Linked DNA regions of Mus musculus: all the other regions are linked to region 2. The links are chromatin contacts, called in public Hi-C and HiChIP or PLAC-seq maps. All regions are on one chromosome and are shown on one strand. Each heading gives the region's core, a stretch centred on a gene start, on an enhancer-like site or on the middle of the called end of the contact. The rest is flanking DNA. Distances are from core to core; before and after follow the strand shown. Region 1 overlaps Gm33699 (a long non-coding RNA gene). Region 2 overlaps Gm34322 (a long non-coding RNA gene). Region 3 overlaps Gm34974 (a long non-coding RNA gene).

Region 1 (2,700 bases), core at 122-2,621, 400 kb before region 2:
ACCTGAGTTCTGTAGGTCACAACTTCCTGAAGCTCCAACTCTAGGGAGCTTCCTCTGGCCTCAACTCCGCCCTCCTCTGGCCTCCATGGGCACTTCACACAAGTGGAATACACACACACACACACACACACACACACACACACATAAATAAAACACTTTAAAAATGGCAAAGAAGATGTCAGCTTTACTCGTGTTTCTAAAGATGGTTAACCAGCGGTAAATATGTAGGGAACAGCTTTCGATACTGACACAAAGTCTAGGCAACTTACAGGAAGTATGACTTTAAATGACTTGTAAATCATCGCTGGTTCACAATTCCGAGGGTTCTAGTCACCTCCGGTGGAAGGCAGAGAGGAAGGAGGAAGAATGTATAAAAGGGCTGCTCGCATGGTGGCTGGGTCAGGAAGCAAAGAGAACTAGATGGGAACCAGTCCCTGGCTGGACCCAGCCCACTCCAAGGGACCCAGGCTAGCTAGCCATGCCAAGTCCTACCTCTTAAAAGCTACCCGACATCCCCAAATAGCGCTACCAACTGGGAGCACAAGCTCACACACGTGGGCCTGTGCAGAGGAGTCATTTTACATTTAGACCAAAATTGGAGTCAAAGTTTTCTAAAATGAGATTCAAATAAAACATTTAAAAAAAAGAATTAATTTTAAAAAACCACCCTAATATATGCACATATTGAAACATTACTCCTGATCTTATAAATCTGTATAATTATTATGAACCAATTAAAAACAAACACATTTACATAAGTAATTCTGTATTCAAAGGAAAAGACCCGGACTCCTGCGGTAATGATGTGTCAGTGCGGCCTTTCGGGTCACGTGACTCATCAGGACAGAGTGGGAGCTGAGTGACAGATGAAATGGCCGAGCAAACCCAAGGTCTGGACTGATCTACAAGGCACAGCCTTAGGAGGTGCACCATGCAGACAGAAGAACAAACTCCCAGCCGGGGCAGTTGCAGGGAGAACCCGCACATTTACGAACGATGAAGGACACTAGAGGATCCAAAGTAAACGACCAAGAAACCATCGAACCACCCAAACCTACAAAACGAGAGTCGGAGGGAGGGGGGATAGGAGGAGCCTAGACCGGAAGCCAATGGAATCATGGGTACTGTGGTCAGGCGTGAGCTGGAGAGCATTGTTCTAAGGAAGGCATCGGGAAGGGCTGAAGATGCTGAGGTGTGTGGTCAAAAGCTGTCGTCTTTAGATGGTTCCATAAAAGTGGATGTTTGCTGGGGTGTAGCGCAGTGTGAGAGGAATTGTCTCGAGTGAAGAAGGCCATGGGTCGGGTCACTCCCCAGCACCACAGACACCTATGTTTATGGAGTGGAATTAAGCCAGCATGGCAGCATTTGAAAATGGCCTACCAGGGTATGGGGAGGCCAGTGCAATCTTCCAGAGGGCCTCTGGGTAGGGGAAGGGGGTTCTCTACCAGGGGTCGTGAGTCAGTCCCTCTTTCCATGCTGTGCCGGCCTCAAGTCTGAGCTTTGCTTTTCCACAGGAATGCACAAGTGAGGCCCCAAGGGTCACAGCTGTCACAGCCTCTGATGCTGCTCATCGCGGCTTTGTCGCCTGACCGGAGGACCTCAAGAGCGCGCTCCTTACATGCACCTGTGCGTGGTTTTGACAGCTGTGGAAGGCGCATCTCCTTTCGACCCAACCTTTAACTTTTTGTTTCTGACCTTTTTGTTGTGCCTGTGGTGACAACATGTGTTGCTTAATGAGCCATTTTAAAGTGCACACAGCTCAGGGGCATGTAGTATGTTCACCGTGTGTGCAGCCACCAATTCTCTGGTTATACAACATTTTTTTTTTTTTAGAGACAAAAGACCCAACGTGAAGGACGTAAGGAGGATTTATTTTGACTCCTGGTTTTGGTGGTTTCAGATCACAGTTCTTATCTCTATTAATTCTGGACCATGGTAAGGCTGAACATCATTATGGCAGGAGTGTGTGGCAGAGGAGGCTCATCTAATGATGGGAAGGGGGAGGGGAGAGAGAGAGAGAGAGAGAGAGAGAGAGAGAGAGAGAGAGAGAGAGAGAGAGAGAGAGAGAATGCCCTGGACAAGATACCCCAGGTCCTACCTTCAGTGATGAATGTCCTACTGATTCTAACCCCTATAGTTTCCTTAGCCTCTTAAATAGCAACACCACGTAGGGTCAAGGTCAACGTGCAATACCAGAGCCTGTGGTTTCCTATTCAAATTCCAGGGCTTCCCCTCTGTGCAGCCTCTCTTTCCTTATCCAGTCCTCTCCAGGTTTCTCCTGGCGCCCTTGCTTCAAGCCTTTGGTTTCCCAGCAAGGACCTCAGACAGAGAGAAGCTGTATACAACAGGCTCACTTCTCTCACCAGCCGTCCATCTGGCATACCTAGACCCAGTGGCAGGCTGCAGGGATGTGTTCCGTTCTGGGAACTCAACCAGCAAGTTTACCTGACCTTCCAGGAGCAGATGTGGGTGCACCATCGTGTCACATGTCCCACAGATGATGTAGACACGATCCAAAGGAGTGGTTGATATAATAGTTCCTGAGAGTGTGTGTGAGAGAGAAGGGTGGGGAGGGGGATGAGGAAGGGGGAGGGGAAGGGGAGGGAGAGAAGAAGGAGGGAGAGAGGAGGGAGGGGAGGGGGAGGAAGGGGAGAGAGAGAGAGAGAGAGAGAGAGAGAGAGAGAGAGAGAGATCAACCCC
Region 2 (2,700 bases), core at 166-2,665:
GCAACGATTACCACAGACCCCACTTTCGCAAACACTTTTGAATCCACAAGACTTCAGCACTCTGCAGCTGTGGTTACTATTCTCCAGAGTCCTGATCTGCTGTCCCAAATTCCCCAACACTAGGCACAGACGGCTCTGATAAAACTGCCGAACAGCTGTGGTCTGTCTTTGCGCTGTGGATTGCGTCTGCAGAGATGTATGAGTTTATCACAAGACACTGTGCTAGAACAAGTTCCTTCTCTCCATTTCTGGAATCCTGAGAGATTTGAGACCTCAAACTCTTCCTGTCCAAGGAATTTGGCTAAGGCGCTATGGTCCTAAAAGCTCTTTCTATCAAGTACTTTTTCAAGTGCTGACACAAACATGGCCCTCATTGTCCAGATAGAGAGACTCGGGGCTAAAGGGCTCACCCTGGGTGCCACAGCTGGGAAATGTAAGGTTAGAGTCCCACTCAGCCTCTCCAGATCAGATGCTGCTCCCACTGTAGCCTTCCTTGATGTCAGAGCCCTGAGGCCAGAAAGCATGTCTGGTCCCCCACACCAAGCACCAAATCTGTGACCAAGCCTTTGACTGTTTAAGATTGTGAGTGAATGAAAGCATGCACAGGCAGGGGAAAGGGGCAATCTCTGCTTGAGTTGCCAGGCAACCACCTAAAGAGAATCAAAGAAATAAGAAGTCTAGGGGTGCCACCCCAATGAGCCTCCCATCCCACCATCTGTACCCCAGTCCCAATCTGGCTGTTGCGGGTCTGTTTCTGTCCGCTTGAGTTCAGCACCAAAGGCCTGAGTAGTCTGGTTAGTCTGATGAGGGACCTACCTTACACAGCCCCTTGCTTGGGGCTGGGAGCAAGTTTTGTGAGGCCATGCACATCTTGATGGGGACTCAGGGCATTTGGGGGCTATCAGAGCCAAACTGCCTGTTTCTATTCCAAGAAACCCTTCTGCCAGAGGGCCCTGGGGAAATGGACTCCCCTGCCTCCAATTTCATGACGACATCTGGGTGCCCAGGAGAGACCTTCAAAAGTCATTTCCAGGGCTGGCCTCCAGAGCACATCACTCTGCCCCAGCTCCAGGGAGAATGCCCCCACCCCCACCCTCCTGAGACCCATCCACAGCTCATTGCTGACTCATTTGCCCTCCTCCATAGAGAAGATACCCTAGCACGACAGGCCTTTCTTCTATGGAGGAAGCAGCCCTAGGAGGGGGCCTCCCCTAGGGACACAGAAAGTGTGTACTATGCCCAGCCTGCCTACCATCTGGGGACATGGAGGCGGTGGGAACAAGGTGACATTTCAGAGGTTTCTGGTTCAGCAAAGGGGAGCCAGTGCTGTTATTAGTTGAGCCTATGGTTCCTGCACCTCACTGCTCCCTGAGCCTGCTTTTGTTCCCTGATGTCCCCTGTCGTCACCAGCCCCGAACTCATCCTCAAGAGCACGTTTATCCAGTGAGTGGCTAACGCCCACCCTCCCTGTTGCATTACTAGGATACAGCATTCATCATGGCCATTTGCCTAATTAGCCCCACCTTCTCTCTCTGGCTGATTACCTACCATATGGTCGGGGCGCTGCAGACTCTTGACCACCCCTGAGAGCAGCCTCTCCACGGACCCTGATCTAGAATAGTCCAGTCTTTCCCTCTTTTGATACCTACCCAATGCCTCCTCCCTTTCCTTCAGAACGAAAAAACGACCCTGTGATTCTGTTAAGGTCTCTGGCGATGGAAAACATTCTGGGGAAATTGATTGTGACTCCCTTAATGACTGCTGGGTCAGGTGTTTATATAGCAGAGGACAGTATAAACTGCCCTGTTTGCAGACTCCTGGAGGGCAGAGGAGTACAGATGTAAGGTGGTAAAGCACACACTTGAGGAGGTTCCTGCAGTCCCCCGAGGGTGAAGTGTGTTAGTACAGTAACCTCGACCGTTCCTTTGGGAATGAAGCCTCCACCTCCCGGTAGAGTTTGCAAGGACTGTGACCATTCTCTGCTGTCCCCTGAAGTCTTACTACTGGTTGGCAGGCTTCCTGCCTCTGCCTCACTCTATCACCAGCAGACAGAGCAGGATGTTCAATGACAGCTCAAAGGCTGACCCTACTCTCTGTGGCCATGTGTCCTGGGAGCAGATTTTAACCTCCATGGCATATTTCCTGTTTCTCATGGAAGCTATGGGCAGGCGCCTTATGCTTTCATCCATGCATGCCCAGGCCTGTCCTCTCTGGGTTTTTTTTTTTTTTTTTTTTTTTGTGCCAGAGGACCTCAGGAGGAGAGGAGGGGGGTACAAGGCAGTGTGAGCCTCTACTCAGCACAGGCAGGGGCCGGTGCTCCATCCAAACCAGCAGAGATGGAAACAGACATGTCATGTGATACACTCCTCCTTCAAAGTAACAAAATAAGATGAATCAAACAAACAACCTGCTGAAGTTTCTGGGAAAATGTGTCTCAACAAGAAGGGACTCCTGCTTGTGGCCCTCAGCAGTACTGAGTGAGTGTGTGTGATGCCTGGAGCTACAGCAGCCGTCTTCCAAGTGTGAAGGTTGCTTCGCTGAGGACCAAAGTCAGCCTCCTGAGGATGGCAGAGAAGAGCAACTGAAGGTCACCGATAGTGTCTTGCAGCAATTGAACCAGCTGAGGTGAGAGCCACTGGCCCATTCTTCCTCAGACGCGGCCTGATCTGGATAATGACTAGTAGACTTGGCAGTGTCCCT
Region 3 (2,700 bases), core at 99-2,598, 400 kb after region 2:
ATGACTTAGTGACCTCACGTCAGCGGCAGCCACTTATGAGTGCTGGTGGGTTATTTCCCTCTTGAACTAACTGGTCTTGAACTCTCAGGTTTCCCTGCTGATTTGCCCAGATCATTCTGGAACGAGGTCTTGGCCACACTTCCTACGCCTGAGGAAGGGGTAGGTACAGACCAAGAGCAACCCTGGGGTCTCTGCCTGGCCCCTCTCAGCCCCACTCAGGTCTGACCACAGGCCTTACACACTCCTGCCTGCAGCTGCAGCCAGCGAGACTGAGCACACCCCAGTCTTTGGATGTCCCTGCCTGGGGAGGCTAGGCCACTAACGCATCTTCTGGGTTTAAGAGTGCTGTCACTCCGCTAAAGCTCTGGGACCATCATGGACCAGGATCTTGTACTGTTCAAAAATATCTAGAAATGTGGGGCCTCGGAGAAACAGGAGGCCCCTGCGAAATGGTGCCAGGGAGGAGGCTCAGCTCTGTTTTGCAGCCCTCACTAAACAGGGATCATTGTGGGTTATGAAGCTACCCACCTTGTCCTGCACAGCACAGGAGCTTCCTCAGAAGCCCAGATCTGCGGAAGGGGCAGGGGAGACAACTGCAGGCAGAGCCATGCATGCAGTGACAGACTCTGTCTCAAAAAACGGCATGCAAGGTTTGTGAGGTGGCTCAGTGGTTAACAGCATCTGTTGCTCATACAGAAAACAAGAGTTTGGTTCCCAGTGCCCAAATCAGGCAACTCACAACCATCTGTAACTCCAGTTTCAAAGAATCCAGCACCCCTTTCTGTCCTCCATGGGTGGCAGGCACACACACAGCATACATACATATATGCACGCAAAACACTCATGAAGGTAAAATAAAAATAAATACATTTTTTTTAAAAAGGTGAACATCACCTAATGTCAACTGAGGCTCTCCTATGAACACATACATCCATGTGTGTGTGTATTTGCACACGTGCAAGCACAGATTAATTCTCCAAACACCAATGACACAGGAACTGTACAACCTGACAACCCCTCTCTGTGGACTGTGTAGTGACCCATGGCCACCTAAGAAAGTCACTCAGAATTTATAGCTTCAAATTCATGCCCCATAAGGTCCAATTCTGTGGGTTGTCATCAACTGACAGGCAGCCTTGTCTTGCTGTCCTCATAGGCCAGCCCCTTCCACAGGGGCGACCCGTGGGCCACCTTGGTGATGCCTCCAAGCTGAAGCCACAGGAACGCTTCCAATCTCCAGCTGACCTGCGAGAGGGAGTTGGGCAGCAGAGCTCAGAGGCTCAGAGCACAGAAGAGGACGCAGGGGACGCCCGATCTGAAGTGTGTGTGCTAGGCAAAGGGAAGGGAGGGGTCAAACGTGCACGCGGCGACCTGATGGATCTTAAAGCCACAGGGGAAGGAAACACTCAGACCTAGGACTGTGATTGATAAGCCATTTAAGACTCGAGGTAGGATCATTTTGTGTGTGAACAGGTTAGTAAGAAAGCTTATTGGAATGGCTGCTGGAGACGTGAGGGGGGAATGGAAAGAGGGGGGGTTAACTGCGTAAATGAATTAATAAACACAGGGACTTGTAGAAACCAGCCGCAGTGGAGCCTCGGGCAGGAAATTAACTCAACCCTCTACACCGGAAGTGACAGGAAGCAGCCCTCTCTTCCACCTGGGTCACTTGGGGTGATACCACCTACCACACTACAGCTTTTGAGGGAAGCTTCCTTCAAGGTGACTGGTTTGTAGGTGCTGGTGGCTGGTGCTTGGTTTTATTTTGTATCCAGATCTCTCTCTCTCTCTCTCTCTCTCTCTCTCTCTCTGTCTGTCTCTCGTTCTCTCTCTCTTGTTCTGTGTGTGTGTGTGTGTGTCTCCTGTCTCTCTGTTTGTTTCTGTGTCTCTCCTGTCTCTGTCTGCCTCTGTGCCTCTCTCCCTGTGTCTCTCTCTCGTTCTCCCTCTCTCTGTCTGTCTCTGTCTCTGTCTCTCTCCAGATCCAGATCTGTATGGCACAGACTGATACCCATCCCTTTCCTCTCCAGATCTTCTGCAATAGACCATCTCCCCAGGAAAACCCACCAGCATTCAGCCATCTAATAGCAGATCTACAAAGCCCTCTGGTTGAAATTGCTACCACCTCCTTCACAGATCAAGCCCTCTTGAGTTTCAAGCAGGAATATGAAGGACACTTGCTCTTATGTCAACTATGACACTTCAAGTTGCACATAGCAGCACACAAACAGCTCAAACTCACTGAAATAAAAAAAAAATGTTGTATGCCTGAGCAAGCCTGGTTTCTAACTCCAGCTCCTGCCCACTTTGGGTGGGAACCGCCCAGCAAACCTCTTAGACACAGTGTCCTCTAGTGGTCACTTCTGGTCTTACACCCTCTGCAATAGCTAGCTTGGTAGGATCAGGAAATCAACTAAGGTCTTTGAGCAGATAAGTCTATGAGAGCATTTCTGAGAAGGATTGACAGAGGAGAGAAAAGACACTCCTAGAGTGGGTGGCGCCCAGATATGAGGCTGATGTTGAGGGGAGAGCAATGATGCTCATTTGCCTGCCTTGCTTCCTGTTGATGAGCACATCTACCTCGACATCCTCCCTGAAGCCACCTATTGCTGATGTCAGAACCCAGCTTATTGGGTCTTCTGATATGGTCTGAAGACCAGTGGCTCTCCAGGAATCCCCCAGGCAGTCCAGGCCAGATGAGTG

The links. Hi-C and Micro-C count contacts between places; a contact is called where the count stands out from the background. HiChIP or PLAC-seq counts read pairs in DNA pulled down with a chosen protein or histone mark.
Region 1: an H3K27ac HiChIP or PLAC-seq map of large pre-B cells shows a contact between it and region 2, with 2.2 times the contacts expected there. The contact joins two enhancer-like sites. A contact is called at or near these places in 1 of 15 datasets of contacts at CTCF or cohesin (large pre-B cells), 1 of 484 Hi-C or Micro-C datasets (colorectal tumor organoids) and 2 of 115 datasets of contacts at active chromatin or transcription factors (embryonic stem cells and large pre-B cells).
Region 3: a Hi-C map of bone marrow-derived macrophages shows a contact between it and region 2, with 20 read pairs. The contact joins two enhancer-like sites. A contact is called at or near these places in 1 of 15 datasets of contacts at CTCF or cohesin (large pre-B cells), 2 of 484 Hi-C or Micro-C datasets (bone marrow-derived macrophages and embryonic stem cells), 3 of 115 datasets of contacts at active chromatin or transcription factors (embryonic basal ganglia and embryonic stem cells) and 1 of 9 other capture datasets (embryonic stem cells).

Annotation. Positions count from the first base shown.
Region 1 is chr9:61,051,235-61,053,934 of GRCm38.p6, forward strand. It overlaps Gm33699 (a long non-coding RNA gene), which reads left to right. Exons shown (of 6, transcript XR_003948174.1): 2 at 777-1,192; 3 at 1,515-1,935. Among named protein-coding and RNA genes, the nearest start is that of Gm46116, 4.3 kb to the right of the region's middle. Within about 2 kb of position 1,372, at least 10 of the 459 cell types and tissues checked have an H3K27ac peak or open chromatin away from gene starts, as enhancers often do.
Region 2 is chr9:61,455,791-61,458,490 of GRCm38.p6, forward strand. Gm34322 (a long non-coding RNA gene) reads left to right here. Exons shown (of 3, transcript XR_379516.1): 3 at 1-144. Among named protein-coding and RNA genes, the nearest start is that of Gm34322, 14 kb to the left of the region's middle. Within about 2 kb of position 1,416, at least 23 of the 459 cell types and tissues checked have an H3K27ac peak or open chromatin away from gene starts, as enhancers often do.
Region 3 is chr9:61,858,048-61,860,747 of GRCm38.p6, forward strand. Gm34974 (a long non-coding RNA gene) reads right to left here. Exons shown (of 6, transcript XR_001779199.2): 6 at 2,130-2,700. Among named protein-coding and RNA genes, the nearest start is that of Gm34828, 37 kb to the left of the region's middle. Within about 2 kb of position 1,349, at least 46 of the 459 cell types and tissues checked have an H3K27ac peak or open chromatin away from gene starts, as enhancers often do.